Linked DNA regions of Mus musculus: all the other regions are linked to region 4. The links are chromatin contacts, called in public Hi-C and promoter capture Hi-C maps. All regions are on one chromosome and are shown on one strand. The core of a region is the stretch at or near the end of the contact, and the rest is flanking DNA. Distances in the headings are between cores, read along the strand shown. Region 1 holds the start of Siva1 (SIVA1, apoptosis-inducing factor). Region 2 holds the start of Cdc42bpb (CDC42 binding protein kinase beta). Region 3 holds the start of Inf2 (inverted formin, FH2 and WH2 domain containing). Region 4 holds the start of 5033406O09Rik (RIKEN cDNA 5033406O09 gene). Region 5 holds the start of Cep170b (centrosomal protein 170B). Region 6 holds the start of Jag2 (jagged 2). Region 7 holds the start of Zbtb42 (zinc finger and BTB domain containing 42).

What was found. Promoter capture Hi-C pulls out the DNA fragments that hold promoters and counts their contacts. A called contact is a pair of places that touch in the nucleus more often than the background predicts.
Region 1: a promoter capture Hi-C map of pre-B cells shows a contact between it and region 4, with 4 times the contacts expected there. The contact joins the promoter of Siva1 here to the promoter of 5033406O09Rik in region 4. A contact is called at or near these places in 4 of 39 promoter capture datasets (hippocampal neurons, liver and pre-B cells) and 2 of 115 datasets of contacts at active chromatin or transcription factors (embryonic stem cells and pancreatic cancer cells).
Region 2: a contact with region 4 is called in a promoter capture Hi-C map of stem cell-derived epiblast-like cells, with 4 times the contacts expected there. The contact joins the promoter of Cdc42bpb here to the promoter of 5033406O09Rik in region 4. A contact is called at or near these places in 2 of 39 promoter capture datasets (liver and stem cell-derived epiblast-like cells) and 1 of 115 datasets of contacts at active chromatin or transcription factors (pancreatic cancer cells).
Region 3: a contact with region 4 is called in a Hi-C map of LSK cells, with 4 times the contacts expected there. The contact joins the promoter of Inf2 here to the promoter of 5033406O09Rik in region 4. A contact is called at or near these places in 2 of 39 promoter capture datasets (cranial neural crest and second pharyngeal arch cranial neural crest), 1 of 484 Hi-C or Micro-C datasets (LSK cells), 4 of 115 datasets of contacts at active chromatin or transcription factors (the NIH/3T3 cell line, embryonic stem cells and pancreatic cancer cells) and 1 of 9 other capture datasets (embryonic stem cells).
Region 5: a contact with region 4 is called in a promoter capture Hi-C map of the C10 cell line, with 4 times the contacts expected there. The contact joins the promoter of Cep170b here to the promoter of 5033406O09Rik in region 4. A contact is called at or near these places in 1 of 39 promoter capture datasets (the C10 cell line) and 1 of 115 datasets of contacts at active chromatin or transcription factors (pancreatic cancer cells).
Region 6: a promoter capture Hi-C map of pre-B cells shows a contact between it and region 4, with 5 times the contacts expected there. The contact joins the promoter of Jag2 here to the promoter of 5033406O09Rik in region 4. A contact is called at or near these places in 1 of 39 promoter capture datasets (pre-B cells) and 1 of 115 datasets of contacts at active chromatin or transcription factors (pancreatic cancer cells).
Region 7: a contact with region 4 is called in a promoter capture Hi-C map of hematopoietic stem and progenitor cells, with 6 times the contacts expected there. The contact joins the promoter of Zbtb42 here to the promoter of 5033406O09Rik in region 4. A contact is called at or near these places in 5 of 39 promoter capture datasets (hematopoietic stem and progenitor cells, liver, pre-B cells and 1 more) and 2 of 115 datasets of contacts at active chromatin or transcription factors (embryonic stem cells and pancreatic cancer cells).

Annotation. Positions count from the first base shown.
Region 1 is chr12:112,642,867-112,646,752 of GRCm38.p6, reverse strand. It overlaps Siva1 (SIVA1, apoptosis-inducing factor), which reads right to left and starts at 1,925. Exons shown (of 4, transcript NM_013929.2): 1 at 1,669-1,925. The coding sequence starts at 1,786. Gm30101 (a long non-coding RNA gene) reads left to right here and starts at 1,986. Exons shown (of 3, transcript XR_381987.3): 1 at 1,986-2,071; 2 at 3,311-3,439.
Region 2 is chr12:111,375,480-111,379,525 of GRCm38.p6, reverse strand. It overlaps Cdc42bpb (CDC42 binding protein kinase beta), which reads left to right and starts at 1,808. Exons shown (of 37, transcript NM_183016.2): 1 at 1,808-2,429. The coding sequence starts at 2,255.
Region 3 is chr12:112,587,169-112,591,275 of GRCm38.p6, reverse strand. Inf2 (inverted formin, FH2 and WH2 domain containing) reads right to left here and starts at 2,492. Exons shown (of 23, transcript NM_198411.2): 1 at 2,381-2,492.
Region 4 is chr12:111,941,930-111,946,046 of GRCm38.p6, reverse strand. 5033406O09Rik (RIKEN cDNA 5033406O09 gene) reads left to right here and starts at 1,565. Exons shown (of 3, transcript NR_029464.2): 1 at 1,565-1,890; 2 at 1,981-2,162; 3 at 2,836-4,056. Gm36757 (a long non-coding RNA gene) reads right to left here and starts at 89. Exons shown (of 3, transcript XR_003950158.1): 1 at 1-89.
Region 5 is chr12:112,720,747-112,724,700 of GRCm38.p6, reverse strand. It overlaps Cep170b (centrosomal protein 170B), which reads right to left and starts at 2,527. Exons shown (of 19, transcript NM_001024602.3): 1 at 2,319-2,527; 2 at 1-77. The coding sequence starts at 50. Gm46382 (proline-rich extensin-like protein EPR1) reads left to right here and starts at 2,535. Exons shown (of 2, transcript XM_017315329.2): 1 at 2,535-3,140.
Region 6 is chr12:112,927,389-112,931,590 of GRCm38.p6, reverse strand. Jag2 (jagged 2) reads left to right here and starts at 2,096. Exons shown (of 26, transcript NM_010588.2): 1 at 2,096-2,172; 2 at 2,359-2,709. The coding sequence starts at 2,107.
Region 7 is chr12:112,676,889-112,680,572 of GRCm38.p6, reverse strand. Zbtb42 (zinc finger and BTB domain containing 42) reads right to left here and starts at 1,733. Exons shown (of 2, transcript NM_001100460.1): 1 at 1,628-1,733; 2 at 1-1,197. The coding sequence starts at 1,180.

The DNA of each region.
Region 1 (3,886 bases), core at 676-3,175, 700 kb before region 4:
CCCCTTTGCCTGTTCCCAGCCACCAGGCTGTGCTCCACTCCGGTGCTCCTCCCATTATTCTATTGTCAGCAGCCACAGCTATTCACTTCACCTGGTTGGTGCCCTCTTTGCACTCCCAGTCCTCCTCCTGTAAGCTTGTCTCAGTGCCAGAGAAAGCTCTGGCTCAGAACCATTCATTCCCAAAAGCAAGTGTCCCAAGGAGGCAGAAAACAGACACGAGTTTAGAACAGCACCTACAACCATTGCCAGGCCAGTGAACAACTTTACTAAAGGGACAATGACAACAACCCCCTGACAAAGACCTCCCAGATGTTCCAGCCCTGCCACCCACCAACCCCGGGTAACTGGCTGCTCACACCTATAACAGTGGATTGCTTCCTTTCGGGCTTCAGGCCCAGGGAGCCCTAAAGGGAAACACTGTTGCGAGTTCTAGAAATACTCACTCCCACGACCCAGGGACCTCTCTGTGACACTGGAAGCAAACAAAAACTCAAAGAGAGTGGCTATTCCCAGCTCAGTTGCCTCCTACTTTAAGACAGAATTACTTAAGTTCAAGGCCAGGCTAAGATACACGGTGAAAGCCTGTCTGAAAAACAAGAAATGGGAAGAGTTCCTGGAGGGGTACTCTTAACACAGGTGGGGCTCAAACCCACATTCCATTATGAGAGCAATTTTCTCCTTAAGGCCTCCTGGTCCAGCAGAGTCCAGAGTGTGGGCTGGGGTTTTGGTAAACTGTGTGTACTATAAAACTCGCTAGAGCCCTGCACCCCTTCCTGACTGGCTGGCTCTGAGTGGCCTGGCAAATGCTCCAACACACAAGTCCTCAGAAGGGTAGAGCCAGGCTGTTAGGTTCCAATTAACACTTAGGCCTTCTTTTCAACTGCATGCTTACATTTAAAAAAAATTAATTTACTTGGCTATTTAGTTACTATGAGTGTGGTCGGAAGACAACTTTCAGGAATTCTCTCCTACTGTATGTTCTTGGGACCTGACTCATGTCCAGGCTTGCATAGACTGCACTTTAACCAGCTGAGGCATTTTCTGGGCCGTGTTTGCATTGTTATTGCTGTTTTAAGACATCTCACCATAAAGCCCATGCCTTTCCCTTCTGAGTGCTGGCGTCAAAAAACAAGCCACGACGCCAGGCCATGTCTAGACTGGGGGGCGTGGGGGGAGGCACACTCTTTGCAGCTCAGTCCTGTCCCTTCACGCATCGCCCCTGCGTCTCAGCACTTGAGTTTGCATTCCCAGAGTACAGAGAGGGAAAGGACAAATACTGGGGCTGCGTAGGGAGTTTGTTTTCCCGCACATTCCAAAGGCGCAGCGGCACCGCTCAAAGTTATACGGCCGCAAACTGCGCCAAGCTACGGTACACTGCGTTACACCTGCCCCAGAAAGCCATCACTGCAAGGCAATGCTCAGCAACATCCATCCGCTACAAAGGCCACTTGCGAGGGCTCAGGGCAGTCTACGCCATCACGCCCACTCGAACCCAGTCCCCGCGTCGGTCCCGCGCTAGGCTAGTCCGCTCGGCAGCACTCGGGTCCGACTCGGATTTCTCCGGGAGCCGCCTGAAGCAGCATCCACCGTGAGCGCTCGGGACGCTCCCGCGGTCTCCCGCTGCCCTGCGCGGCGTAGCGCGCTCTACCCACGGAAGTCCACACTCACCGAAGACCTCGCGTGAGTAGCGCTCGGCGAACACACCGTGGCTCAGCTCTTTCAGGCCCACGTGGACTTTGAGTTGGAGCGGGGCTGCGTCTGCGAACGGGCAGCTCCGCTTGGGCATGGTAGCGGGTACCAGACACAGCCTTCAGCAGCGCGCAGCGCGCCGCGCGCCGAGCACACGTCACGGCGCCCTCGGACCGCGGCGGAGGCCCGAGCCGACGAGGGCGCGGCGCCCAATAGGCCGGAGAAAGGCTGGGGGCTCGCCTCAAACGGGCCCCGCTGCGCGGGATAGGCCGGAGTGACGTCGGGGGCGGGACTTACGCAGTTAACGGCGAGGGATAGGCTGAGGGAGGCAGTGGCTGGAATGCAGGGCGCGGGAAAAGGCCAAGGGCGCTGGCGCGGCGAGGTGAGGTCTGCGCAAGGCGTGGCACGGGATAGGCCGAGGGGGGGGGGGGTTGTGTTGGGGCGGGGCTAGTTTATGTCACAGCTCAGGATAGGCCGGGAACTAAGAGGCGGGGCTCTGGGGTGGGGCGCGGGATTAGCGGGATGCTACGTTGGGGGCGGGACTCGTGTGCTAAGGGGCTCTGCATAAACCAGCACGAGATCGAGGGCGGGGCTCAGCGCGCGAAAAGCCTGAAGGCTCTGTTGTCGCTAAGCAACGGTGATAGGTGATAGGTGAGATATCAGTATCAAACAGTAGGGTGGCGGGTTTTGTCCCAGCTCCTGATCTTAGTGGATACGGGCACCCATCTTCCCCTACGAGTTCCTCTTGTGTTCCCTTAGGTCTGATCTTGGGCAGGGAGCCTGAGGGTTTATGGCGTCACCTGCGGGTCCGCTGGTCAGGATTTAAAAATATTGTGGTGTCTTCTAACATGTTGAACAGGCAAAACAGTGATGCTGAGGGGTTTCTCAGTCCTTCTATTTCTACACAATCGGAACGTCAGTTATTCGGGTGCATTAAGTTTTGTGCTCATCTTGGAGTACAGGAGACCCGGAGTGTACACACAGCACCCGTTAATTCTCCAGACTTTGTAGAATGGAAGTCTCTGATCAAAGTGTCAGGTTCTCTGCAGGCTTCTGTCTTCCAGAATCTACAAATAAAAACTTTTGTGTCCTTACTGGATGTGTGTGTGTGTCCTCATCTCATAATAACACCCAGTACTTTGAATTAAGTTCTGCCCTAAGGACCCTGTTTTAACTCTTTAAGACTATATCCACCAGCCCTGTGTGTTGGCTCACACCTTTAATCCCAGCTCTCAGAAAGCAGAGGCAGGCTGATCTCTGTGAGTTGGAGGCCAGCCTGGGCTAGGTAGAGAGACCCAGTCTCAAAATACCGAACAAAAAACTGTATCCAGATACAATCACACTCTGACTCTTGGGAGTTAGGCCTTCGACATAAAGAAGGAGCACAATTCTAAATAGGACAATAGGGTCCAGTGACTACTGACTGCTGTGCTTCCCCACCCCCACCCCCACCCCCAAATGGTGGTTTCCCCGGTTGTAGAACTGTGCAGAATGGATGATACCTCTGTGTGGAGTCATGCGTTTGTCCCCTACTGCATGGCTTAAATCCAGCGACCTGTCCCAGGAACCACCACTAAGAAGGCTGTTGTTCATGTTAAGATAATGGACTTTTTCCTCCCAGAATCCGCACTTCCTAGTGCAGTCTGTACAAGCGCCATGGGGTTCCACTGGGCCTGACTCCCGTTCTAGTATGAATATGAAGTGTTGAAGGCTCCGTCCTCAGATGACGTCATGATTGAAGGGTAATAAGGTCAGGATGGCTGTGGTTTGTATATGCTGGGCCCAGGGGTTGGCACTATTAGGAGGTGTGGCCTTGTCTGAGTAAGTGTGTCACTGTGGGTGTGGGCTTTATTACCCTAGTCCTAACTGTCTAGAAGCCAATCTTCTCCTCTCTGCCTTTGAATGAAGATGTAGAACTCTCAGCTCTGCCTGCACCATGCCTGCCTGGACGCTGCCATGTTCCTGCCTTGATGATAATGGACTGAACCTCTGAACCTAGAAGCCAGCCCCAATTAAATGTTATCCTTATAAGAGTTGCCTTGGTGGTTGACTGGGCGGTGGTGGCACACCCCTTTAATCCCAGCCTTTGGGAGGCAGAGGCAGGTGGATTTCTGAGTTCGAGGTCAGCCTGGTCTACAGGACACCCAGGGCTACACAGGGAAACCCTGTCTTGAAAACAACCAAAAAAGAAAAAAAG
Region 2 (4,046 bases), core at 559-3,058, 570 kb after region 4:
AGAGCCAGCACCCAAGCCTCTCACCCTTCAACTTGTTGGTCACAGACTTTCTGTTTTCTAAAATATTAGCCCTCATGCTCCAAAAGCAGGCACCAAAGTAAAAGTAGTTATGAACAGGGCAAGTGAGCAAAGGGCTTCCCGGGTGGCAACTCAAATCCTTTCCCAAACTGACTAAAATGCACAAGAGGAAATTGACTACAGAAAGCTTTCTTTCTTTCTTTCTTTCTTTCTTTCTTTCTTTCTTTCTTTCTTTCTTTCTTTCTTTCTTTCTCAGAGACAGGGTTTTCTCTGTATAGCCTTGGCTGTCCTGGAACTCACTTTGTAAACCAGGCTGGCCTCGAACTCAGAGATCCGCCTGCCTCTGCCTCCCGAGTGCTGAGATTAAAGGCATGTGCCACCACGCAAGTATACTCACTGTTTCAAGTTCAAAGGAAGCTTACAGAGTACACCTGGGTCTGATCTGTCCCAGGGGTGGACGGCGTCCTAAAAGGCAGTGCGGAAACAGATCTGGGATGAGCAGACGCACTGAAGGCAGTTGGGTTGGGCACCTCAGACTGGTACCGGGGTGCAAGGGCAAAGTCCTAATTTGGAGGGATTAAATAGTCCAGCAGCATGCAATCAGAGAAGGGACTCAGAGTTGTCCGTTGGGAGTGGCTGGAAGTGTGACAGGGCCAGCCAAAGAAGACACTCTCGTGGGCAAGCTTACGGGACAAAGAAAAAGCAAGAGGGCTGTCAAGGAAAAAAAAATGCAGTTGGCTGCTCAGACTTTAGTTTTGGGTAGGATGATTCTCTTGGGCTTTAATTTTTAAGTTTAAACAACTGGGCATCACACACATGCAGTAACTCGTGAATATACTTTATATGTGTATAGATTCCTTCACAATAATAAAGATCTGACAAGGGTTCGCTCTATCCAACCTACAATACCGGGCTATTTTGCCTGCGTCTTAAAAACTAAGTTAGATACACACACATACTGACGCGCGTGAATTTTGAGGGCAGTTTGGAGGCTTATGTGTGTGCTTCGTAACCCCAACCAAGTCATACATCATTCCCAGCAGGCAGGGACTCTTCAGTCGCTTCCTGCTGGAGTCGCCATTCGGCTTTCCACCCTGCGCTTTGCCTCAGGCTCCTCTCAGCTTCCGGCTTCCAAACCCCACCTGCCCCGCCTCTGCTGCACCACAAGCCCCCATTCTTTTGAAGCAACCTTGGGGTCCACAAAGGGCTCCTCCTCTGCGGAGGTTGGGGATGTCATAAGGGATGTTTTACATCAACCTTCTGAGCCGTCCAACTGAGTGAAAGCGGCGACTCGCCTGGAGACAACAGTCTACTCCCCACCAGGTCGACACCCTAATAATCAGTCACGGGGTAGACTCTGAACCGATGAGACAGGGCACTGCGCATCCCCAGCGGCGCGTGCCCAGTGGGGAGCGCGCGTCCAGCGGACCCCGGAGCCTCCCGGCAGGTGCCCCGCCCGCGTCTCCCGTGCGCACTGGGACCCAGAGCACTGTCGGTTCACAGCTCAGACGAGCTCAACCGAAACCCAGCAGTAATGACCCGGGGGTCGCGCCGGACAGCTGCCTCGCTAGGCCACGAGGGTCGGTCCCGAGGATCGGGAACAGAGCCGAACTATGGGACCCAGGGCGCACACAGCGCGGCTGGGCGCCCCGCCCGCGCTCCTGTGCGCGTGCGCCACCCGCAATCTCGGTTTCGCACTGGGTACCCCGCCCCACACCGTCCCTACGGCGAACCGCGAGGCCCAAAGAGCGGAGGATCGCCGCGGGCCGAGGGCGGGGCGTCGCGCTGAGGTCAGCGCGGCGGCGATCGGCCCCGCGGTGGTTGGCTGCGCCGCGCTGGCCGCGCCCTGGTTGGCTTGCAGGTCGCGGGCTGGGCGGCTGGCCGGGCTGAGGTCGGGGCTCGGGCGCCGGCCGGGTGTACGCGGTGCTGGGCTCCGCCGCGGTCCGGGTCGGTGACGGCGCGCGCGAGGGCGCGGCCAGGCGCCGAGGGCGGGGACGGCGTGCGGGCGGCGCCTAGGGGAGGAGACCGGCCCATGGACCCGCGGGGCCCGGTGCCCCAGACTCGGTGCCGCCGGGACGGAGCCCAAGATGTCGGCCTAGGCCGGGCTGCGACGACAAGGACTGTGCGGCTACTGGACGCCGGGGTGCGCGGCCGCCGGGCCGGGGAGTGCTGGCTCTGACGCCGGGGCGCACGGACGGAGAGAGGCCGGCGCGTGGGGAGCGGGCCGCGCGGCACCATGTCGGCCAAGGTGCGGCTCAAGAAGCTGGAGCAGCTGCTCCTGGACGGGCCGTGGCGCAACGATAGCGCCCTGAGCGTGGAGACGCTGCTGGACGTGCTGGTGTGCCTTTACACCGAGTGCAGCCACTCGGCGCTGCGCCGCGACAAGTATGTGGCGGAGTTCCTCGAGTGGGGTGAGTAAGGTGCCGCTCGCCCCCCTGCGCCTCTCACTGCTCGCACCCGCGCCGGGCCTCCCTGGTTCTGCGCTCCGGAGCCACATCCTCCGTTTGCACTCCCCCCACTCCCGGCCATCGCCCTGGCCGCTTCCTAGACCCACCCTCCCAGTCTGGATATCATTTCCTGCAGCGCTCCCTGGGATATCCGCCCTGCCCCCGCCCCGGACTAGCCTTTGGGGTCCAGAGTCGAGCCTGGAGCTACCCCTCCTAGCCCTAGACTCTACCGGGTGGGAGGGCAGCCTCTGTGCCTTTTGCACCTCCTCACCACCCGCCCCTGCTCGGTGGGCCTTCCGAAGGCTTCGTTCCACAGCCCAGCCCCTAGGACTCCACCCAGGTGACAGCCTGTCCACCTCCCCTTGATGTCCACGGCTTGAATATCCCTTTCTTTTAGCACGTCCGAGCAGTTTTTAACTGTTAAAGGTTTTATATAAAATACAAGAACCCTCCCCCAACACCCCCAACCCCCGACTCCCTAATTGTAACCGTGTCAGACTGGTGATATTTCGGGGTGTGTGTGACAGCTAGAACTGTCACTTAAAAACTTATACATCTGATCTTGGGTATTCGGTTCATCTAGGGATCTAATGCAGTAATCATAGATCGGATGATCTATTGTGCTTTATTAGGACGAATGCTTGATTAAGTCATTCATTGACAGTTCTCAAGACAGGCTACAGTGTAAGGTTTCAACCAACCCGGACAGTAATTTCCCCTTAAGACCCTCAGTTCCCTCACAAGGACTAAGGAGGAGGAAGTGTGATTTAGGTTCAGGTCCAGCTCTGTAAATCTTGTCCTTGGTTGCTTTCGTCATTGGGCTAAGACTGTGCAGTTTGAACCAGTCATTTCTAATCTTCCGGACAGATAAGGTTGATATTTACAGGAGGAAACAAATGTGTTCCACATGCAGGCCTCCTCCTCTAACCGAAATCTAGAGCTGTGTGTAGAACTTCATTGTCCCTCAGTTTTAGAGGGCTTCTGCCTGGTTGCTATTCCGTGAGATGTTGCTGCAGCTGCTTGAGAGCAGCTAGGGGAGGTGTGGGGGCTTTGTTGTGAGGGGCCTCTCTCTGCTCTTGGTCACACAGAGGACTGAGCCCTTCCTTGAGAGCACTGGCTCTCCGGAGACTTAGCAGTGACACGATTTCCAGTTGGATAGTGAACTGATTTCACAGAGTTGCTTTGAAAGTGAGGTCTTTAGTGCACGCTGCAATCTGAGACTTCTCAACATTGGGTTTGCCATTCTTAGCACTGGATCTTGCGATCGAGGCAGTTCCGCAGTCAGGTTCAGCTGGGTGCCCTGCGCGAGGGATAGATACGTCGCTCTGCTCTGCTTGAGGAGAGGGAGGGCAGATTTTGTAATATTTGACCTTTCCAAATCTAAACAGAAGCTGCGTGCTGTCGTGTAGACATAGTTTTAAAATTGTGTTTTGTCTCTTGGAAATTGTGATTACAAATAAATTATCCTCTTAGTTCCTACTCTAAGCTTTTAATTAAGAGCAACCCAGCTGTGATGGCACCCAGCTGTAATCCCGGCATTCGGGAGGCAGAGACAGGAGGCTAAGTATTGAAGGTTAGCCT
Region 3 (4,107 bases), core at 1,243-3,742, 640 kb before region 4:
AGGCCACATATTAGGGCCTCATCCTCACACCTCCATAATAGGGAATACGGGGGTAAGAGGGCTTTGTGTGGCATATGACTGGATACGACCTCCTGGCAGGGGGTGATGTGGGGACAGGACCTGATGTCTACAGCACCAGGCACTGTAAGTGCCTCCTGTCGGAACAGACAGTAGCTCACATACTCTCCAGACAAAGTGAGAGCCAAAGGGCCAGATGGGTCCCGTCAGCCCTTGGCTTGTCTCCTCTCAGCACGCAGACCTGCTCACAGACTGTGGGAGGTGAGGGGAATAGGGATTGGGGACAGTGCTCGAGGGATGACAGAGGTAGCCCCAGCAAAGGACTGGCACTAATTAGCTCCAGTCCTGTTCCTTATGTAATCACACTTTAGGACAGGGGCACAGGGAACACAGGCTCAGCCGGCACGTTCCCCTACCCAGTTCCTGTACAGCTGGTGTTGACATGTGCTATGTGCCCTGGTAGCTGTGAATGGATCCATGTGCTGGGTAGGGGCAGCTGTGAATAGATCCATGTACTGGGTGCTGGGTGCTGGGTAGGGGCAGCTGTGAATAGATCCATGTACTGGGTGCTGGGTAGTGGTAGCTGTGAACAGATCCATGTACTGGGTGCTGAGCAGGGGTAGCTCTAAACAGATCCTACTTTGGTTCAAGGCCCAGGCTGTCTGAACATTCTCACAAGACCTTCCTCACTTAGGTCAGGCTAACCAGGGTGAAGGCCACATATTAGGGCCCCATTCTCACACCTCCAGTGACAGGGGGGGGTCCATCGTCCCTTTCTACATCAGATGTTCCTAGGCCCGTTCCCCTTATGGTTCCCCTTATGGTAGCCCCGAGAGACTAACTCTGAAGCTCACTCTAAAAAGAGAGAGGTATACCCTCTCTAACCACAATGCCCACTGGCCAAGGAACTATGCACCTATTAAACACCTGCTGTGTGCAGGGTCAGGCAGTACAATATTAGGCCCCATCCTTCAGACCGTGAGGACCCTCACAGAGCCCAAGGACTCAGCCTACTCCGGAGACCGCCACCATTCCTGCCCAGAATGGCCCAGCAGCAGCCTGCCTGCACCCACAGGTGTCCCCATCACCCACCATCCTGCAATTCTCCTGCCTCCTCCAACAGCTTTCATAAGCCTGAAAACTTTCCCCTGTAACAAGTGCACTTTGGTAGAAGGTGAACGAGTCTATTTAAGGTAGGTGCTTTCAGGTCTCAGCACAGCGAGATGGGTGCAATTAGCTAGACAGCCATCAGCACCCCCACAAAATGAGGGGCCTCAGCTGGAGGTTAACCCCTCAGGAGCAGAACCCTTGCCAACAGCCTGCTTGGGTACCAGGGAGGGAAGCTTAGAGACCGCCAGGAAAAGGTAGGAAGGCAGAGCCAGGCAGGGCAACTCCTACCTGGTCCTAGGGGGACCCCCAGCTAGGTCAACTTGCACAGCTGCTCCCCAACCAATGGGTTGGGACAGGGAGAAGCCTTAGTCTCCAGCCTTGGAACAAACACCTTTTTTTTTTTTTTTTTTTTTTTTTTGCTCTAGGGGTTACAGTGTCTGCTTCCCAAATGCCCCCTGCCCTGGGTGACACCCTGAAGGGATACAGTCTGAGACACTCTCCTCACCCTTCAAGTTTAGAGAAGGAATTGAGGCCCAGAGAGGACGGGTAAGGAGGGACTTCCCAACTCTGGCTTCGACCCGGGCGTGCAAGCTTTAGAGTGGGTGCACTGACCTGGAGCCCAAGGCAGGAAGGAGCAGGGTCATTTTTGCCGCTGACTCCTGGTGTGTCCAACCTGTCACCGTGTGCCACCGGGCACTGAGCGGTTAGAAGACGGGACACACGGGCCCATAGACGGCTCTCCATCCCATAGTCCTCTAGGGAGTCCACCAAAGCATAGTTGGGCTTTCTGCTAAGATCACCTTCATTCCCAGCGTCCTTGCCCAGGAGGAGGGTAGACAGGGGTAGCCACAAGAAACAGAGCTGTGTCACTCTCTCAGGTCTGCCTTAGCCCACCGGCGGCGGGCATCTTTAGAAGCTAGCTGTCAGGGCGGGGCCGCAAGCTCGCCCTGTGCTATCCCGGAGGCGGACCTCCAGTTGAAGTTTATTTTCTCAACTGTGGCTGATTCATGGTCAGGATGTGGTAGCCGCAAGGTGGGGGAACTCCTCCAGTCCGACCCGGAGCAAACACCCTATGAGCAGTGAGCATCATCTCCATATCAGCCCGTAGTCGAGGGCCAAGAGCGCGGGACCAGGTTCTTGGCCACCTTGGTGCACACGCGGCAGTCCGCTCCTCAACCCCAACCATTTCCCTCACTGCCCCCAGACTCGGTTTCCCTCTGCGTTCCAGGCTAGCCCGAAGCCGCGGACTTACCGGGTGGGGGTACAGCCGAGAGATGGTGCAGAGTGCTGTGTCCCGGCGCCGGAGCGTCTGGGGCTGCGGGCGGCGGCCTCGCGGCTGCTTTCCGCACAGTCTAACCGCGCTCGCGGGCCGGGCGGGGCTGGAGGGAGGAAGGGGAGGTGCGGCCCCACCCGGCGGCGGCCACGTGGGGGGCGGTGCTGCCCGGGGCGGGGCGGGGTGGGGTCTCCAAGGAAGCCCTGCCCACCCGGGTCTGGCATCTCTGCGGGGGCGGAGAGATGAAAAGGAATGGGACATTCCGGGACTCTCTAGAGACCTGCTGGGAATGGCCCTTTTGCCTCCGACCTCACTGTCAGTTCCCGCCCAGGCTCCCTAGCACGTTCCTTATCTCTCCCCTACGCTGGCCATCTGGTGGACTCACGAGTTGGTCAGGTTCTCCACCACCTCTGGTCCAGCTCTGCCTCCCACACGGGAGCCCTGCTGTAGGCTGCTGATCTTGAGAGTCCTCCGATGTCCCTACCTTCATCCTTTTTTCACTGGAGGTAGCTATTTCCAGTTTCTAGCTCTGTCCTGAGGACCTGCTGAAGTGCTCTCCCTGGCCCTAGCCTGGGCTGTGCGCCCTCAGTTTCTCCAGCTTGAAGTTGTACCTTTAAAAGGTTTATGAACGTGAATAAAGGGTCTCCACTTACTTGAGCCTTGAATCTTCCAAGCTGGGTGGAGGGCATGTGGCGGGTGGGCAGAGTGAAGGGCTCTGGATCTCCTGTAGCCATTCTATCCTGGACACAGCATCATGCTTGGGGGTTTATGTGCTCTTCTGCCACATGGGATTAAGCACAGCCTTGGCTGCCTGTAAATGTCCATCTCAGTATTCTGTGCCCCCTGCTCGGCCCTATCATCTCAAGCGCAGGGCCAAAAGCAACCTTTGATAGCTAGCCAGTGTTGGGATGGCCCCAAAGTGCTTGGTGTGCACCGCCAAGGCAGGTGCTGACTGGCTCTTGGACACTGCCCAGCCTGGGATGTAAGTCTTGGCCGTTCCTGTAGTGGGACTCAGCTGTTCTTAGAATGCACAGTCCCTGCAGCCACCAAATGAGCCACTCAGCCCCACTAACGCTCAGCACAGAGACCTTCTGTCTGGGCTGCAATTCTGGTTACCCAACATCACCTAGGTCTGGTGGCTCCTTCTGGGAAGGGGTCAGCAAGGTTTACTCACTCTGTCCTGGGCCTTTGGTCAGAGGGTGTGTTTATTTACCCAAAAGGAGGAATGTGACTATGGCCCCAGCCTGGAGGACTGTTGGCCTCAGCCTGTCACCATCCCTCATTCCCTCATCCCCCCATGAGACCGCAGTGGCTGTGTTTGGGAACTGTGTCATCTTTCCAGGTTCTTCTGCAGTGGCCCTGAGGGAGGTGCGGCCCTGTTGGAGCTGTTCCTCAGGGTCAGGCCAAGCCATGAGAGGCCAGAGCAGGATGAAGCGGGCAGAGTAGCTAGTTGGTAGCTGGGGTCAGGGTTCAGAGATCTGGCAGTTTGTGGCTCTGGATGCTGCAGGAGTGGGAGTTTCCCTTGAACCTCAGCTTGGGCTCTCTGTGGCCACAGAAGTGACGTTTCTGCTTCAGGAGCGTCACCTGCCTGAGTGCGGTGGCTGTTCTCGGGCCTTTCCCATTTCCTTTTTTGATTGTTTTGTGAGTTGTTGCACTACATAGCTTAGAAATATCGATTCTCCTGTCGCAGCCCTTGGAAAGTAATA
Region 4 (4,117 bases), core at 316-2,815:
GCAGGCGGGGCCTGGGCGGCTAGGGGGCGGGGCCGTGCCTGGGACCGCCCTCAGGAAAGGCCTCACTGAGCAGTTGGTGGTGTCTGCTTTGGGGCTTTGCAGGGCTGTGGGCCAGAAAAGATTCCATTATGAACTGTAAGCTTTTGTGAATGTGGAAGGTTTGTAACTAGTTAGGCATTCTTTCCCACCCCCCCTTCCCGCCCAACCCCATCACACATACAATGGAGGTGGCTCTGGTCTCAAAGTTCCTTGGGAAGCCAGGTTCCCAGATGAGAACCAGAGTTGAGCAAACAAGTTCCAGGGGATATGAGGGAGGGGGACCTGGTGAAAGCCTGGCAGTGTCCGCGGGCACCTTTCCGTGGAGTTCTCAGACATGTCGCTATTGCACCCTGCTCTGTGCCTGCATGCTCCTCTGTGTTCAGAGAAGTGAGGAGGAAGAGGAGGATGCCCTCTGGGCTGAAGAGGAGTAGCTAGGGGTGCCACTTAGTGGAGCTTGGTATGAGGGCTGCCCCGAGGCCTGACCTGCTTCCATGGCTGGGGCATATCAAGGACAGCACGGGAAGCGGGCTTAGCCTTTACTTCTGGCAGGGGCAGCCTCCTACAGCCTCGCAGTGGGTGAGGACCCCATCCAAGGACGGTATGCAGGGACTGAGTGCCCCCTCAGTCTCTCCCTCAAGGCCCACGTGCAAGCCATCAGGAGTCTTCCCCCCAGGGTTCATTCAGCTTTGGGATACATCAGGTCTCCAGAGCGACCTGGAAGAGTGCCTGGCCCTCACTCCCACCCCTACATCCCACACAGGAAGCATCTGGGGAAACAAGATAAGCAGCATGCCGGGTGGTCACAGCAGCTGGGGGTGGGGTGGGGGGAGGGCAGGCCGGCTGGGTCAGCAGCTCTCTTGTCCAGCTCTTACCCAGACCTACCCTACAGTTCACACCGAGCGAGGCTCCCCAGAAGTGTGTCGTGGATGGTCTTCAGGTGGGGAAGGACTGGGGTTCATGGCATTTCTCTCTACCAGGGTCTTAGTTGAGCTGTGATTTTAGTAAATTATGATTGGGCAAGTCATCCCATCATGAGGTGGCACCAACAACAACATCGCCCACACACACTGGTGCCTAAAGGACTTTATCACTCGGCCACATCACCTCTATAACCAAAAAAATAACAAGGCACTTCAAAACCAATAAAGTGACAGTCCCCAAGCCCAGCGGGCTGCAGATGATATCTTATCAGGGCAGAGTTGAACTCCCATTCGGGTCAGGGTCCAGAGGCTCCAGGCTACCAGCCTCACAAGGGTTGTGACCTTGGTGACCAGTCTCATGGGCCTCCAGGGAGGCTACCTGGTGACTCAGCCTCTTCCTACAGCCCTGTAAATAGCCAGAGTCCATCCACACGGAGGCTGTGTGAAACTGCCTCCACCAGGAAGGGAAGTTTTAACTGGCCCAGAACCCCACAAAGCCCCAAAGCAGACACCACCAACTGCTCAGTGAGGCCTTTCCTGAGGGCGGTCCCAGGCACGGCCCCGCCCCCTAGCCGCCCAGGCCCCGCCTGCCAGCTCTGAACCACACACTGTGTCCTACTAGACTAGACAAGGCCCTCACTCAGCTATTCCCAGCCAGCCACGGTGCTCAGGGTAGACCGCAGCACGCATGGTGGACAGAGGGACAGAGGATGAACGGAGAAGCACAGGGCTGGCTGCTGGGGACCTGGCAGATGCTTCCTATCCCTGCTGGCTGGTGACATCACCGCTGTGACGTCACACTCTGGCTTCCTGGGCTTTGGGAGTGCTGGTTCTGGTGATAACCACTTCCTGCTCCCGGCCAGGGTGACTCAGGACTTCCTTCTGCTCCCGGAGTCATCACTGAGCCTGGCTCTCCTGTATCCTCATCTAGGTAGGGCTGGGGGAGGAGGGACTCGTGGGTCCCTGAAAGCGGGATGAGCATGGCCAGGGCCAGTCTGTGGCATCTGTTGCTGTCTCCTAGGGAGACCTTCTTTCTGCAGAGTGGGGCCTCCACAGTCTGCACAGCTCGGCTCCCCATTCTCTCGTGAAGGTAGGCCAGGAACTGGGTTTCCTAATGAGTGACCAGGAAAACGGAACTTTCAAGGGGCGTGTCTGTTTAATGAGGAATCAGCCTGAATGGAAGCCAACCCAGTGCCTTTCCAGGTAGGCAGGCCAAGGCCAGAGGAAGGAAAGCTGGGTCTCTGTTGGAGCAGGAGGGCAATATGGCTTAGGCTTGGGGAGAGAACACAGGTGCCACCGTAGCCACAGTGTCCATGAGCCCCATCCCCCACCATGCTGGCCAAAAAGAAACAATTGATGAACAGAAGGGAGGAAAGATGCCTCCAGCAAAATCAGGCAGGAGGAGACCAGAGCTGTCATTGCGCTCTCTGTCCCCAGCAGGCCGAGCTCGCACTGTCATGGGGTGGAGGAGGCTCAAGCCGCCCTAATTAGAATATCAGTTAGACCCTGCTTTTCCTGACCTGCTGCTTCGAAAGCTAATTCTTTGTGCTTCCACAAGGCAGGCCCTACAGGGACAGAGGGGCTTAGGAGGCACAGCCAGAGGGCTCAGGCTCTCAAAACCCAGGTCTGCCTTGCAGGGCCAGTTTTGGGCCTTTAGTCTGGGATGGACAGACGGCTGGCCATCCTCATGAATCGCCATGGTGCCCAGTCTGGACGGTCCATGCGGCCCAGAGCAGAGGGAAGGGGGCTCAGCAGTGATGAAGATGGCTACAGGAATGTGCAGGCCCAGCCTCCTGTGGTGGGGAGTCCAGAGCTGCTCAGACTGACTGGAATTCCTGTTGCTCATGCACGCTTCTGGCTTCTTTTTCGGTTCTAGGTACAAGCTGTTGTCATGAAGCCTGGAGTTTTTCCGAGATGCCAGAGGCAGCAGCGCAGTGCTCTTGTTTCTCATCTAAACCTGTCCCTTTCTCAGAACAGAGCCCGCGTGTGTGATTCCTTCGTGGTCCCAGAGCGGGTCATCTTGCTTGCAGGGTAGCCTTGGGGCACCACTGCTTGTCAGGGTTGAGCAGAAAGGCAGACCAGAATCCTCTGAGTCCCCCTCCCACTTCCAGCTGGTTGACTGACATTCCACCCGACCAGAAGGAACCAGAGGAGGAAGAAGGCCTGAGAAACTGGAGGGAGGCTGCTCAGGCGGTTCTGTAGAATGTTCTAGAATACCTAGAAAAAAAAAAATAAAGCACCCAACAGGCTGAAGCAAGGAAATTACTGTAGGTAGTGAGTTCTTGGCCAGCATGGGCTACATGGGTGTAACTCTGCATAGAATAACCAACCAACCAACCAACCACCAAGGCTGGAAAACTGGCTTGGCAGTTAAGGGCAAGTCCTGCTCTTGGAGAGGACCCAAGTTTAGTGCCCAGCATCTACACCGGGTGGTTCACAACCACCTGCATCTCTGGAGAACACAAAAACTTCTTTTTCGTGTGTGGTTTTGTTTGTTTGCTTGTTTGAGACAGGGTCTCCTTGTAGCCCACCTGTACTGGAATTCACTCTGTAGACCAAGCTGGTCTAGAACTCAGATTTGCCAGCCTCCTGAGTGCTGGGATTAAAGGCATGCGCCAGCACTGCCCAGCTTCGACAATGTCTTTTGGCCTCCATGAATACTTTAAGTCATATGTGTGCACACACGAGAACACATGTGCTCTTGCACATACACACTCACACACACCAATAAAAATCTTAACAAGAAAAAACCATCCCGAGCACTAATTCTTAGGGCCTGGACTTTGGGTTGGGGAGCCAGGTTTGCACTGCAGCGGGGCTGGCCCTCACTTCCAGGCTGGGGAAGCTATCCAGCTCTTCCAGCTTCTCCTCAAATGGGCCACGGCCATGGTAGAAGACAGACCTCCTTCATGCAGCAGCACGGAAGCCAGCTCTGGAAACACCTACCCGGGGAAGGGAGGGATCCAGCTCCAGGGGCTGCCTTAGGAAGGCAGGACGACTCGCCTGAGATCACACAGGACCATCAGGACCGTCGCAGGGTCTGTAGATATATGTGTATTTCTCCTGAAATCGGGGAAAATAAACTCATTTTCTGAGGAAAATGTTTATAAATGTGTGATGTTGACATATTTGTCTTTCTAGTGTTACATAGCAGACTG
Region 5 (3,954 bases), core at 1,278-3,777, 780 kb before region 4:
CGGTGGCGGGTGCCACTGCTGCTCACCAGGAACCAAGATGTGACGCTCATCTTGGCACCGAGGAGGCCTGCCTGGTCCTGTGGGGAGAGGGTCAACACTGGAGCTCCCCAGCCTGGACTTTGGTCCCCTGGATATGCACAAGGCCAGCACAGACCTGCTCCTTTAAAGACCCATGGCCACAGCCTCAGAATCTCCTTTGTGTTCCAGGCTCTACATACCTTTTCTCTCTATGTGACTCTGGCCGTGCTAACCAAGTGCAGACCCACATGTCCATGTGAACTATGAGAAACAGTCCCAGGTAGTACCCAGCATGGCCTACAGAGGGCTCCGGGATATACACCCTTACTAGAAGGTCTGCTTCCCACAGCAAGCCACTCTGCAAATCCTGGGGAAAGACAGAAGTCTTCGGAGCACAGGTCTGACTCCATCCCTATAGAGCCCAGTACAACACAAAAATCCAAGCCTTGTTCAAACACAGGAATTAGCTTCAAGAGCAAAGCATGAATCCAAGCTTGGGCCTAGACAGTGGCTCTGTGTAGGCAAACTGTCCAAGAGGGGGCAGTCTAGAGCTCCTGAGTCCTGGTGACTCACAGTCTAGTTATACTGTGAAGAACAACTAGAGTGTCTGAGCATTGGCACTTTCCAGGTGGTTGCCACCTGGATTTGAACCCTTGTACTTTAAAACAGCGCGTGCACACATGCACACACACACACACACACAAGAAAGTGAAAGGAGAAAGCAATAGAAGGAATAACTAAGAGTCAAGTGGAAGACTCGTCACAGGTAAGAAAGGGAGCAGTGTGGGGCAGAGGAGGCAGAGGTGAAGGCAGGACCACAGCGTGCAGAAGTTGGAAGCTGGATGAGGGGCAGAGAATACGGAAAGACTCCGGGCCCCCACAGGGCTGGTCAGGTGGAAGCAGGATCGACCACACAAGTCATCTCTCTGGAAGTGTCAACTCACACAACACACACACACTGGAGAGGTCACACTAGTGATCTGAGGGACCAAACCCTGTCCTGCATTTCCCAGGAGCCATGCCCAGAGACGTCAACACTGGGCTGCTCACCCAGGTCTCGGGTCCCTTCGGGGTAAGCAGCAGGCAAGAACACAGGGCTCTGTCCATCTGTGAAGGCCCACAGCACTCCTTCAGGAAGCAGGAGGAAGATGGAGAAAAGAAACCTGCCTCCCCAGAAAACAGCTCCAGGTGGTCAGGAACATACCCATACCCTGCTCTGAGGTCCCCTTTCCTTAGGGCCCAGCTTGAGAGGCAAGGGCTAAAGGGGCAAGATTTCAATGCCCTTGCAGCCTCTAGGACCTCACTGGGTATCCATAGCCCCAACTCTCAGAAAGACCCAATCCTACTGGCAAAGGTGTCAGGGCTGTGGAGGGAGCCCCCCCCCCCCCCAGGCCCCAGACCCAGGGCGTCACTGAGCCTCCCAGCCCCACCCAGCCTGGATGTCTCCTACTCTGACATCACCTGCCTGCCATCATCTCACTGTGGACAGCAGGCACGGGGACACCCTTAGAGGAGAGGGAGGCCAACCCCCAGAGCCTGGTCATGGGGTGACCACTGCCACCGCCAGTCCAACTTGGAAAGGCTTCTGAGCCAGGGCTTGCTGTAGGAGGTTTGGGGCTAGGCTTAGCCCGGCCATCGTTGCTAGGAGGGAGAATAATAAACACCCCAAACTTGTCCCCTCAGCCGCGCCAAGCAGAAGAGCCACCACCCGAAGGTGAAGGAGGAGGTGGCGATGCAGATGCTGAGAGACAGTGGGAGGCAGGGAGCAGCCCCGTGGCTGAAAGGAGCAGACAGGAGGAGGTCCCCTCCTGGCCGCGGACAGCCCAGAGGCAGAGAAAGCAGGGAGACGGTGGCGGCTAAAGGGAAAGGAGAGAAGAGAAGGAAGACGGAGGGAGGGACCGCAGAAGGAGGGGGGACCGGGCACCCGGGAGGAGGCCGGGAGGCGGGCAGGCGCGCCAGGCCCAGAGGGGGAGGGAGCGGCGTTGTATCCTGAATCAGCGCTGGCCCTGCCCGGGCGGGGACCGGGCGCCCAGGTCTACCAGCTCGGCAGGCCGCGTAGACATGCGCGGGGCCAGGCCTTGTCGCCGGTGCCAGGAGGCCCCTCCCGGGCGCGCGCAGACATGGGCAGCATCGGCAAGCGCTGGCCGGGCCAGGTGTGCCGGGCCCTCGCCCAGCCCCTTCCTCACCGCCGCTTTTGTCCAGCCCCGCCCGCCCCGGTGTGGCCTGGAGGCACGCAGGTGCCCTGCTGGAGGCCCTGCCGCCGTGGGCGCAGGGCTGGCGCGGCCCCTCCTGCGTCCTACCTGTGCTCCCGCCAGGCCCGCGGCTCGCCCGCCCGGACGCTGCCCGGCCCAGCCCGGCCCTCTGCCCGCCCGGCCGAGCGCTGGGCGGGGCCGCCGCCTAGGACATGCCCGGCGCGGCCCGCACGCTGGCGGCAGCCCCGGCCGAGCCCACGGGCAGAGCGCCGGACCGCGGCCTCGCGCGGCGGGTCCCCTGACGTCTGCCGCGACACGCTCCGCCCCGGCGCGCCCCGCCCCCGTGATGCCCCGCCCCGCGACGCCCCGCCCCCCGGAAACCAGGTTAGGGCGGGCCAGCCTCAGCAGGTGAGCTGGACTCCGCAGCGCCGCCCCAGAGGTTACGCGCGGCCCCTCCCGTTCCGTCCACCCGTCCCGGCGCACCGGATCGGGCAACCAGGAACGGGCGATCACCTTTGTCCCCGGCCCAGCCTGGGGCGGCGCATCTCCGCCACCCTGTGCATTCAGACCCCCTTCTCTCTGGCGCTGGCTATCCCAGGGTTGCGAGAAAGGGCGTACGGCTGCCCAGCGTCCTGTCCCAGAGCCGAATAGTTAACATTTAACCACATTCCAGAAGCCCGAGCTCCAGCCGCTCTCCCAGCCCCAACCTTTGGCCTTTCAGCCCAGTGGAGGGGTGCAGGGCGAAGGAAGTAGGATGGATCCCAGAGGCCTGTGCGTCCAGCTGGGTCTCTTCCTCCTGCGCCCTCGACGTTGCAGGATAGGCCACGGGCTCGGGACAGGATGGTGGGCAAAGACACCAACGTACCTGGATGTCACAGTGGGCTGGACGGGGAGGGGCGGGGAACTCCGGAGGCTCTCCCAGTTCCTGAGGTAAGTTCTCACCGGCCGCTGGCTGGTGCCTGGTGCAACAATGGAGGTATCAGGTGTCCCTCTAGTGCCAAGGGGGAAAGGATTAGCGTGGGGCGGAGCGGCTTTGCAGAGTGGTGGAGAAAGTACTGTTCAGAGTGCATTCCTGCATTCCCGTTGAAGGGTACTAGTGAGGGCCTTGGCGGAAGTGGAATGCAGAGCAGAACTCCAGGCCTAGGAATGTGCGCTTTATCCTGCTGGTACAGGAGCTTCGTGAACCCAATCCACCCCGCCCAGGCTCCAAAGCCAGCGGGCACAGTTGCCCATCCCTGCCCTGTAGAAGGAGGTGGAAGGGGTTCTACACAACTCGAGAGTAGAGGCAAGCCCGCCAAGAGGAGACAGATAGGAAAAACTGCATGAGAATGTGCTAGGTTGTTGGGCCTGGCTGTGCGAGCTTATAGTACAGGCCCAAATGGGGGAGCCTGGCTTGCGGTATGGACAGAGGAGGAACCTGTAGCCTCGTGACCAATTTTGGATGTCATCCCAAGGACAGTGGGGCTCAGGAAGTTTGTGCCAGCTGAGACCTGATGAGATGAAGGCCTTGGAGAGAGCTCTAGATGTCTTTGTGGGCAAACGGGAGTACTTTGAGGGGGAGGCCAGGACTCCAGGGAGAGGCCAGGAACTGGAAGAGATGGAGGCAGAGGAGACTTGTCAGGTACTGGAAAGAGGAGGGCTGGGTACGTTCCTGTCTTCCTAGCCCATTTGTCCTTGCCAGGGTTGTTAGCCCCGGTCTCAGCTTCCGGGAGCTGTATGGGGATTTTGCAGTTTCTTCCTAGTA
Region 6 (4,202 bases), core at 847-3,346, 990 kb before region 4:
AGGATTGCCACCTGCTTTTGGTTGGGCTATCTTGTCCTCACAAGCTCTTGTCAGGTTCTCTCAGCCCCAGAACTTTGGCATGTTGTTCCTTCTCCTCACCTTGCTGGCCCTACCATCGGGGTCTCATGCCCCCCCACCCCCGGTTTGGATGCTCATGGTTTGCTGGTCTACAGTATATGTCTAAGCCATCATCCATCTTTAGACAGAGGCCCCTGCAGGTAGGCCAGGGCTGTGGCTGCCTAGTTCAAAGATTGGCTGAGTGCCTCAGAGGTGGTGGTGAACTTAGGTGAGCTGGAAGCTCAGACTCTCTGTCCTCTGTGATCTCCTGTCTCCAAGCAAGAGGGACAGGGAAGCTGAATTTGCTAAGGGGATGTCACTTAAAGGATGCAAACAACAGAAAGATTCTTAATATGCACCAATTCCCTTATTTGGTGTGGAGGAGGGGAGGCTCTGTGTGTAGCCAGGCCTGGCTTGTGTCTGCCCTATCACCTACCCTACCTGCGTGTGGGCTCCCTGGGCGAGTGCTCCACTCCTTGGAGTGGGAGCAGTTTGAGACAGAGCCAGGTATGCTGCAAGTATGGGGGATACTGGTTCACCCTTTCAGGCCTACTGCTTCTGCAGGAGATCCTGGACGGCCATTCACAGTGGTAGGGCAGGCAAACTGGATCAAGGCTTTTCGATGGCCTGGCTCCCTGTGTAGGCTGCCTGGCACTGCCCTGACCCAAGTTCCTTCTACTGTGGCTCTGATTCACCGGTATCAGAACTTCTCCCTCTCTGCGGAAATCCTGGCTGGCAGTGACTTGGACTAGAAAGGGAGACTAGAGTGAGGAGCCTTCGGGAGACTTTTGTAAGGGCAGAGTAGCACATCACCAATCATGGAGGCTAACCACTGGAATTGCAAAGGGCCCTGCTGAGTGGGAGAGAGGCAGCTTGTAGACAAAGAACCCTTGGTGTTGACGTGTGGAAGAGGAAATGATCACCTAGGAACAGGGTCAAGAAATGGTAATGGAGGGTTGGGACACCCAGGCTCTGTGACTTAATACTCCCAGACTGTTGGAAAGTCCTCTTCCGGTAGCTCTCTTGACATGGTCCACTATCCTTTATGCCCGTTTCTTTTCCCCTAAATTTGAACCTCAGGCCGGCACGTTCCTTGAAGATAAGAGAATGTAGCGATGGCCACCACCTCAGTTTGGAATTGGGAACAGCCTGCAGGAAGGAGCATTTGTTGACTGGCTACTCAACCTGTGCGCTTGGAGGAAGGGAGGGCTGAGCGCCGGAGGGGAGTAGCGCCCCCTGTAGCCGGCGTGAAAGTAACAGGAGGCTGCGGAGTTGGGGGGAAATTCCTGGGGGAAGGGGGCGCACCAGGAGTTGGGCTCACTCAAGTCTCAGTGCCCCACCCGCTCTGCGTGGGGGCAAAATCCTGATGTGTGCAGCAGGCAGTATCTCCCTTGGGACCAAGAGCAGCGCGAGAGTGGCTGCGCTCTGATGGGAGGGGACCAAGGCAGTGACCTCAGGGGGCGCCCCACTCACTCCCAGGCTGTTAACCCGGGCGAGAATTCTGGAGCAGAAAAGGCCCCACCTCAGTGAGCCTGGGCGCAGGAGAAGCCACAGCTCGGTGGCCCCGCGCCCCGCCGCCCCGCGCATAGACCGCACCCTCGCCTCCTTTAAAGCTCGGGGTGCCCCCAACACCCCCCACGGCCCCACCCCACCGCGAGGCCCCGCCCCCTCATGCATATGCAGGTGCGCGGGTGACGAATGGGCGAGCGAGCTGTCAGTCTCGTCCCGAACTTGTTGGCTGCGGTGCCGGGAGCGCGGGCGCGCAGAGCCGAGGCCAGGACCCGCCGCCGCCGTCGCCGCCGCCGCCGGGTGGGAGCCGGGCCGGCCGCCGGAGAGCGGCTGCAGTAAGCCGGAGCCGCCGCCTCCCCTGCACGCCCGCCGCGCAGCCCGCGCGCACTGCTCGACCCCGCCCGCGCCGCCTGTGCGGCCGCCGCCGCCTGTGCGCCGCCGGGCTCGGAGGGCGGGCGGGCGTTGGAGGCCGGCGCGGCGGCTATAGCGGGCGCGGGCGGCGGCGGCGGCGGCGGGGCCGCGGGCGGGGTCGAGGCGGCGATGCGGGCACGCGGCTGGGGACGCCTGCCTCGGCGGCTGCTGCTGCTACTGGTTCTGTGCGTGCAGGTGAGCGGGGCGCGCGGTGGCGACGGGCGCGGACGGGGCGCACCGGGCCGGGCCGCTCCTCCGGGCCAGGCGGCGCACAAACGGCCGCGGTCCGGAGCCCTAGGAACGGCGCAAGGGTGGGGGCGGGGCGGAGGCTCGGCGACCCCGGCCCGCGCCTCCCTGCACTCTGCGCTGCCTTATTTTTAGGCGACGCGGCCCATGGGCTATTTCGAGCTGCAGCTGAGCGCGCTGCGGAACGTGAACGGGGAGCTGCTGAGCGGCGCCTGCTGTGACGGCGACGGCCGGACGACGCGCGCGGGGGGCTGCGGCCGCGACGAGTGCGACACGTACGTGCGCGTGTGCCTTAAGGAGTACCAGGCCAAGGTGACGCCCACGGGGCCCTGCAGCTACGGCTACGGCGCCACGCCCGTGCTGGGTGGCAACTCCTTCTACCTGCCGCCGGCGGGCGCTGCGGGGGACCGAGCGCGCGCGCGGTCTCGGACCGGCGGCCACCAGGACCCGGGCCTCGTCGTCATTCCCTTTCAGTTCGCCTGGCCGGTACGTGCGCCCCTCCCCCGCACTCTGCTTCCCTGCGCGCTCGGCGCCCGCCGCGGTCCCTTCAGCACCTGCGGCCGCGCGGGTGCGGGCCGCGCGCGCCCAGACGGGGCGGGGCCGGCAGGGGGCGCCGCGCCGCGGGCGGGCCTGGGGCGCGTGCTCTTGCGGCCAGGTTCGCGCCTGGCCACGTGGGCGCGCGGGGTTCCCAAGGGCCGACAGGCTTGGGGTCGCGGCGGGGCTGGGAGGCCAAGGTCCGCGTGCACGGCGGCCCTCGGAGTGTGCCTACGTCGCCCTGCGCGTGTCAGTGCGTGGGGAGGTGCGAGGCGCCTGCGGCCCGGTAGGCTGTGCAGGCATGTGCGCTGCGCGTGCTGGGGCTGGTCCGGGGCAGGCCCTGGCGGAGCCGTCCGGGCCCGCGGCCAGCCTGCTCCTGCCCTGCAGTTTCCTGGATGCCCGGGGGCACGGACAGGCGCCTGGGACCTGCGCGGGGATGGCCTGATTGTGTGTGTTGGCAGAAGCTGCTAGAGATGGGAAGACCCCTCCTCCGAAAGGGAAGAGACACTAACAAGGCTCCAAGTTGTAACCCTCTGTGGCACTGCTGTTTGCGGATGTTTTATTGTGCTTCTTAGTTTCTGGAATTGGGAAGCACCCTGTCTGCTTAGGGGTGGTCAGGTCAGGCAAGAACCCGAGTCTGGGCATGCTGGGAAGAAGGGTCATGGGGATCCAGCTTTGGGGGAGACAGGTAGCATGCCTGTGGTATAAAGGCCTGGGATCAGGAAGTCTTATGGTGCTTGCTTTTATTCACTTTCTGGACCTGGCTTGTACCGGCACCTGATTGTCTGCAGGTGTGAAGCTAGTTAGGTGCAGATGTGAATATGGACATAGTCTTGAGTGTGAGATTAAAAACAGCTGGTAAAGGTGGGTCTGGAGGCCTGAGACTAGCGAGTAGAGGGGGGGTATCAAGCAATGGCCCAAGGGCTTTCCTGACTGAGGGCTTGCGGTTGGTTCAGATACCAAGAGCCATGGGAATGGGTCTGCCTGGTACCTTGGTCCTGAAAGAGACTTTTGGTTAGGGGGTCAGGCATGGGTGGGCAGGGTTTGCCCTGCTCTGCTCTTGCTCTGAGCCCTGGACAATTATTTCTTCCAAGGCCACCCAGCTTGTGCCTCCATCTTTACCTTTCCCTAGGCTCCTGCTCCATACGTAGGGAGGGATACCCTTGCCTAGCCAGGTAGCCTTGACCCTGGGGGCTTGTGATAGGAAGTTTATCCCTGAGACGGAAAAAGGCAGGGGCAGGCATGGGAGAGGCCCTAGGCAGTTACTATTGGCCCTGCCCCCCTCGCCCCCACAGCAGCACAGCAGGCAGGTCTGAGCAGGGCCGACAGCCTGTCATCTGCACTTGGGCCCAAGCCAGCGTGGCTCCAAATCGCTACCTGAGGATGTGTTTTCTGCTCGAGTTGGCAGCGGTGGGTGTGGGGGGCAGGGAGGGCCTGGAGGAATG
Region 7 (3,684 bases), core at 484-2,983, 730 kb before region 4:
CACACCAGCGGCAGGCATGGGGCTTCTCCCGCGTGTGGACCACAGCATGCCGGCTTAAGTTGTGTGAGTACTGGAAGCTCTTGCCACACTGCACGCAGGTATAGGGCTTCTCCCCAGAGTGTGTCCGTTCATGCCTCTTCAGGGTGTATGTGCAGGAGAAGGTCTTGCTGCAGAGTGGGCACGTGGGCACGGACCCCTCGGGGGAGAGCCTGGCACGGACACTGTCCCGCTCCCGGAAGTGGGCGCTGAGATGCAGCTGCAGTGCGTGGGTGCTAGGGAACAGCTTGCAGCATAGCGGGCAAATGCAAAGGTGCCTGCTGGGACCCAGCTCTTCACTGTCGAGCACTGGCTCTGCAGGCAGCCCAAGCTGCTGGCTGCCCGTCCCTTCGATGTGCAGTGGCTCCAAGTCCACTGCCAGGCCCTGGGCTGCAGAAGCACAGACTGGTGGTGGGGATCGGTCCGCGCTCTGCGGGCTGCTGCTATCTTGTTCTGAGAACGAATCTTGCTCAGCCTTCACCAGAGGCTGCGCCACTTGCTGTACGGAGCTGCAGAGGGATGTCTGGAGGCGACAGGGTGGGTGTACCTGCTCCGGTCTTGGGCTAGGCTTCAGTGACAGGTCCAGGGCCCCACTTGACTGCTCTGCAACCTGCCAAGACGGAGGTCCAAATGTTGGCAGGGGATGGGTAGCCTTGACCCCTAGAGATGGGTGTTTGGCCTTTGGTGCGGCTTGGCAGAAGGCAGGGGACCAGGAAGGCAGGGGGTGTGGTGGCTGCCCAGGAAGCTCTGTCCCCAGCGTACGGGTCTCCAGATCTGGGTCCTTCTTTCTGAGTCTGCCCTTGCAGACCTTGACGATGTCATACATGTGCAGGTAACTGGCGGCAGCCAGGACGTCCTCGACAGGTAGGTTGTGCAGGTCCAAGCGGCCCTCGTACATGAAGTCCAGCAGGCGGCTGAAGGCGGGTACCGTGACGATGTCGCCGTTGAGCCGCACCGTGTCGCGGCTGCTCGCGGGCTGATCCCTGTAGAAGAGATGGAAGTAGACACTGCACGCGGCCAGTACAGCGCGGTGCGCAGGGAAGCGCGCGTCGCCCACCAGAACAGTGCAGTCGCACAGGAACCCCAGCTCGCGCTGCTGCCTCAGGCGGCCCAGCAGCCGTACGCCGTGCTCCGGGAACTCCATGCCGCCGCAGTCATCACCTGGGCACAAACGGGACGCCTGTCAACACGCCGGGGATGCCGTGGCCCCCGCTCGCCCCGACGCGCCCTTCCCGGGTGCAGGCAGCCCACAGAGAGGCGCGGGAGTGACGCGCGCAACCGCCAGCCCTGAGCTGCCCCGGCACCTGCCCGGAGCAGGAAAAACTCGATCGAAAGTAAACAGAAGCCGCTCTGCCGCCGGGGCGGGGCTCGGGGCGCAGCGGAGGGGCCGAGCCGCGCGGACAGAAAGAAGTCAGGACTTCAGGCTGCCTCGCCCCCCCCCCCCCGCCTGCCGCGCCCCCCGACGCCAGAGTCGCCGCCCGCCCGCACCGCCGCCAGCTGCCACCGCTGCCGTCGGCCCCATTTATGGCAGCGCGGCCGTGGGGAACGGCCGGCTAGGCAGGCGGAGCCGAGTACCCGCCCCTGTGCTCACCTTCGCCGCACGCGCGGCTCTCCGCTCGTTCTGCAAGCTTTCCCGTGCAGCTCGGACCGCACCGAACTGGGGGCGGCGCGCCCCGGCCGGGAGGGCGCGGGGACCCGGACGGCGCCGGGCGGGGCGCGCACTAACTTGGCCGGCGGGGCAACGCCTGCTGCTTGCCCCGCCCCGAAGAGCGAAACTCCCGGCTGGAGCTGGAGGGGGCGGACCGGGCGACTTCCCGGAGCGGCCGAACCGCTGAGGTCACCTCGCTACCCCTTCTCTGTCCGCCCCACCCGGTCAGTCCCGCTAGAAGCTAGCCCGCCGCACTCTGTGACGGGAGGGGGTGCGGGACCCTCTCGCGATACTTGTCTCCTGGGCCTCTGTGTCCTCCATGGGGTCCCGACTGCCCTGGTGGACAAAGGGGCAGTTGCTTCTCCGTGGACTACGGGACAATGGCCTCGGACCCGTTGGAAGACGGTCCTTCAGATGGGTCAGGGCGCCAATGAGAGACCACAAATGTCAAAAAGAAATTCACTTCGCCCTATGAAGATTTCTCTTGAATTCACGTTAACACATCTGGGACAGGCCGTGGAGCTGGGGTCTCAGAGAGAGAATTACCGCCCTCTGCAGACCCTGGGCTGACAGTCAAGCGCACTAAGATCTGTGACAGAGGGCACTGGGTAGGGCAGATGTGGTGGGATGGGTTTAAGACACAATCACAGAGAAGTGGCAGGAGACCTCCGGAGTTAGGCAGACAGGTCACACACAGGATGTAGGAGGAGTGATATGGAGAGAGGCCAGGGCCGGCACCCTGGGCACAGTGTTCCAGGGGAATCAGGGTCAGCAGGGTTTGAGGAGACTCCTGCTTCTTCTGGGGAGAGGACGTGACAATAGAGCCCGGGGTTTAGAGGAGTCGAGGCCCCTTGGCATGGGCTACACCAATGGCTCCCAAGTGTGCAGGCGGAGGGGTATTCTTAGCTGAGGGGGCTTGAAGTTGCTTGAGACATCGCTCACGTTGAGCTTCATTAAGCTTGTCAGTTAGACACTCTCATTTACAGTTCTAGCGTGAGGGAGGGGCCACGCAGTACCAAATCACAGAGCCAGAGTTCCTATGGGGCTAGGCCCGTTCCGAATTTTCACCTTGCATTTGTTAGAAGTCCAGGGACCAATAATGTTGGGTGGGCACCACATAGAGAGCTGGAGGGTAAGTATGAAGGAGGTCTTGCACAGGAATTACAGGGAAAGGGGTTTGGGTAGAATATCCAAAGGCATTCTGGGTAGAGACAGCCGCTGAGTCCTGTCTCTCCCCCCAACCCCCTGCCCGGCTCATTAGACACTCAGAACAGAGTACCCAGTTGTGAAGTGGGGCTTTCTGGCTGTTGGGGACAGCTCCAGGGGGCCTGTTCAAAGTTGTATTGGAAGCCCAAGGGGGCTCCCAGGGTTCCTGGAGGACCTAGATTCTACAGGGAAGAAAACCAGTGTTGTACTAAACGGAGGTTGAAGCAGGGATATTTCAAGTTCTAGACCAGCCTGAGCTACATGGCAAGGCCCAGTCTCAACTTCCTGCCCTGGAAAAGAAATGTATGTGTCTGAAATGCACATTTGACTATATTTTCTTCATCTGGCACCTGCAGTAAGAAGCCTAGAGTCACCTGGCAGTTATCCAGGCACTGCATGGCTGAGGGGCGGAGCTTGGCTGCCCCCAACATAGGAGCCCGGCCGGGGGAGGGCCAGTTCCCTCTGACTGTCCAAGTATTTACCACCACTCTACCTCTGTAGGAATGGCCCACATCCTATGTTCAGAGTAAGCCCAGATCCTACCGTCCCTCTCTGGAGCCTGCCTCTGCCTCAGCCCCTCCCAGAATTAGCATGATTCTGAGCCCCAATATCCGTGGTTCTCAACCTTCCTAATGCTTCAACCTTTTAATAATACAGTTCTTCATGTTGTGGTGACTCCTAACTATAAAATTATTTTTTGTCGCTACTTCATAAATTTAATCTTGCCACTTTTACGAATCGTCCTGTGAACCATCTGCTTTTCTGATGATCTTAGGCGACCTCTATGAAAGGGT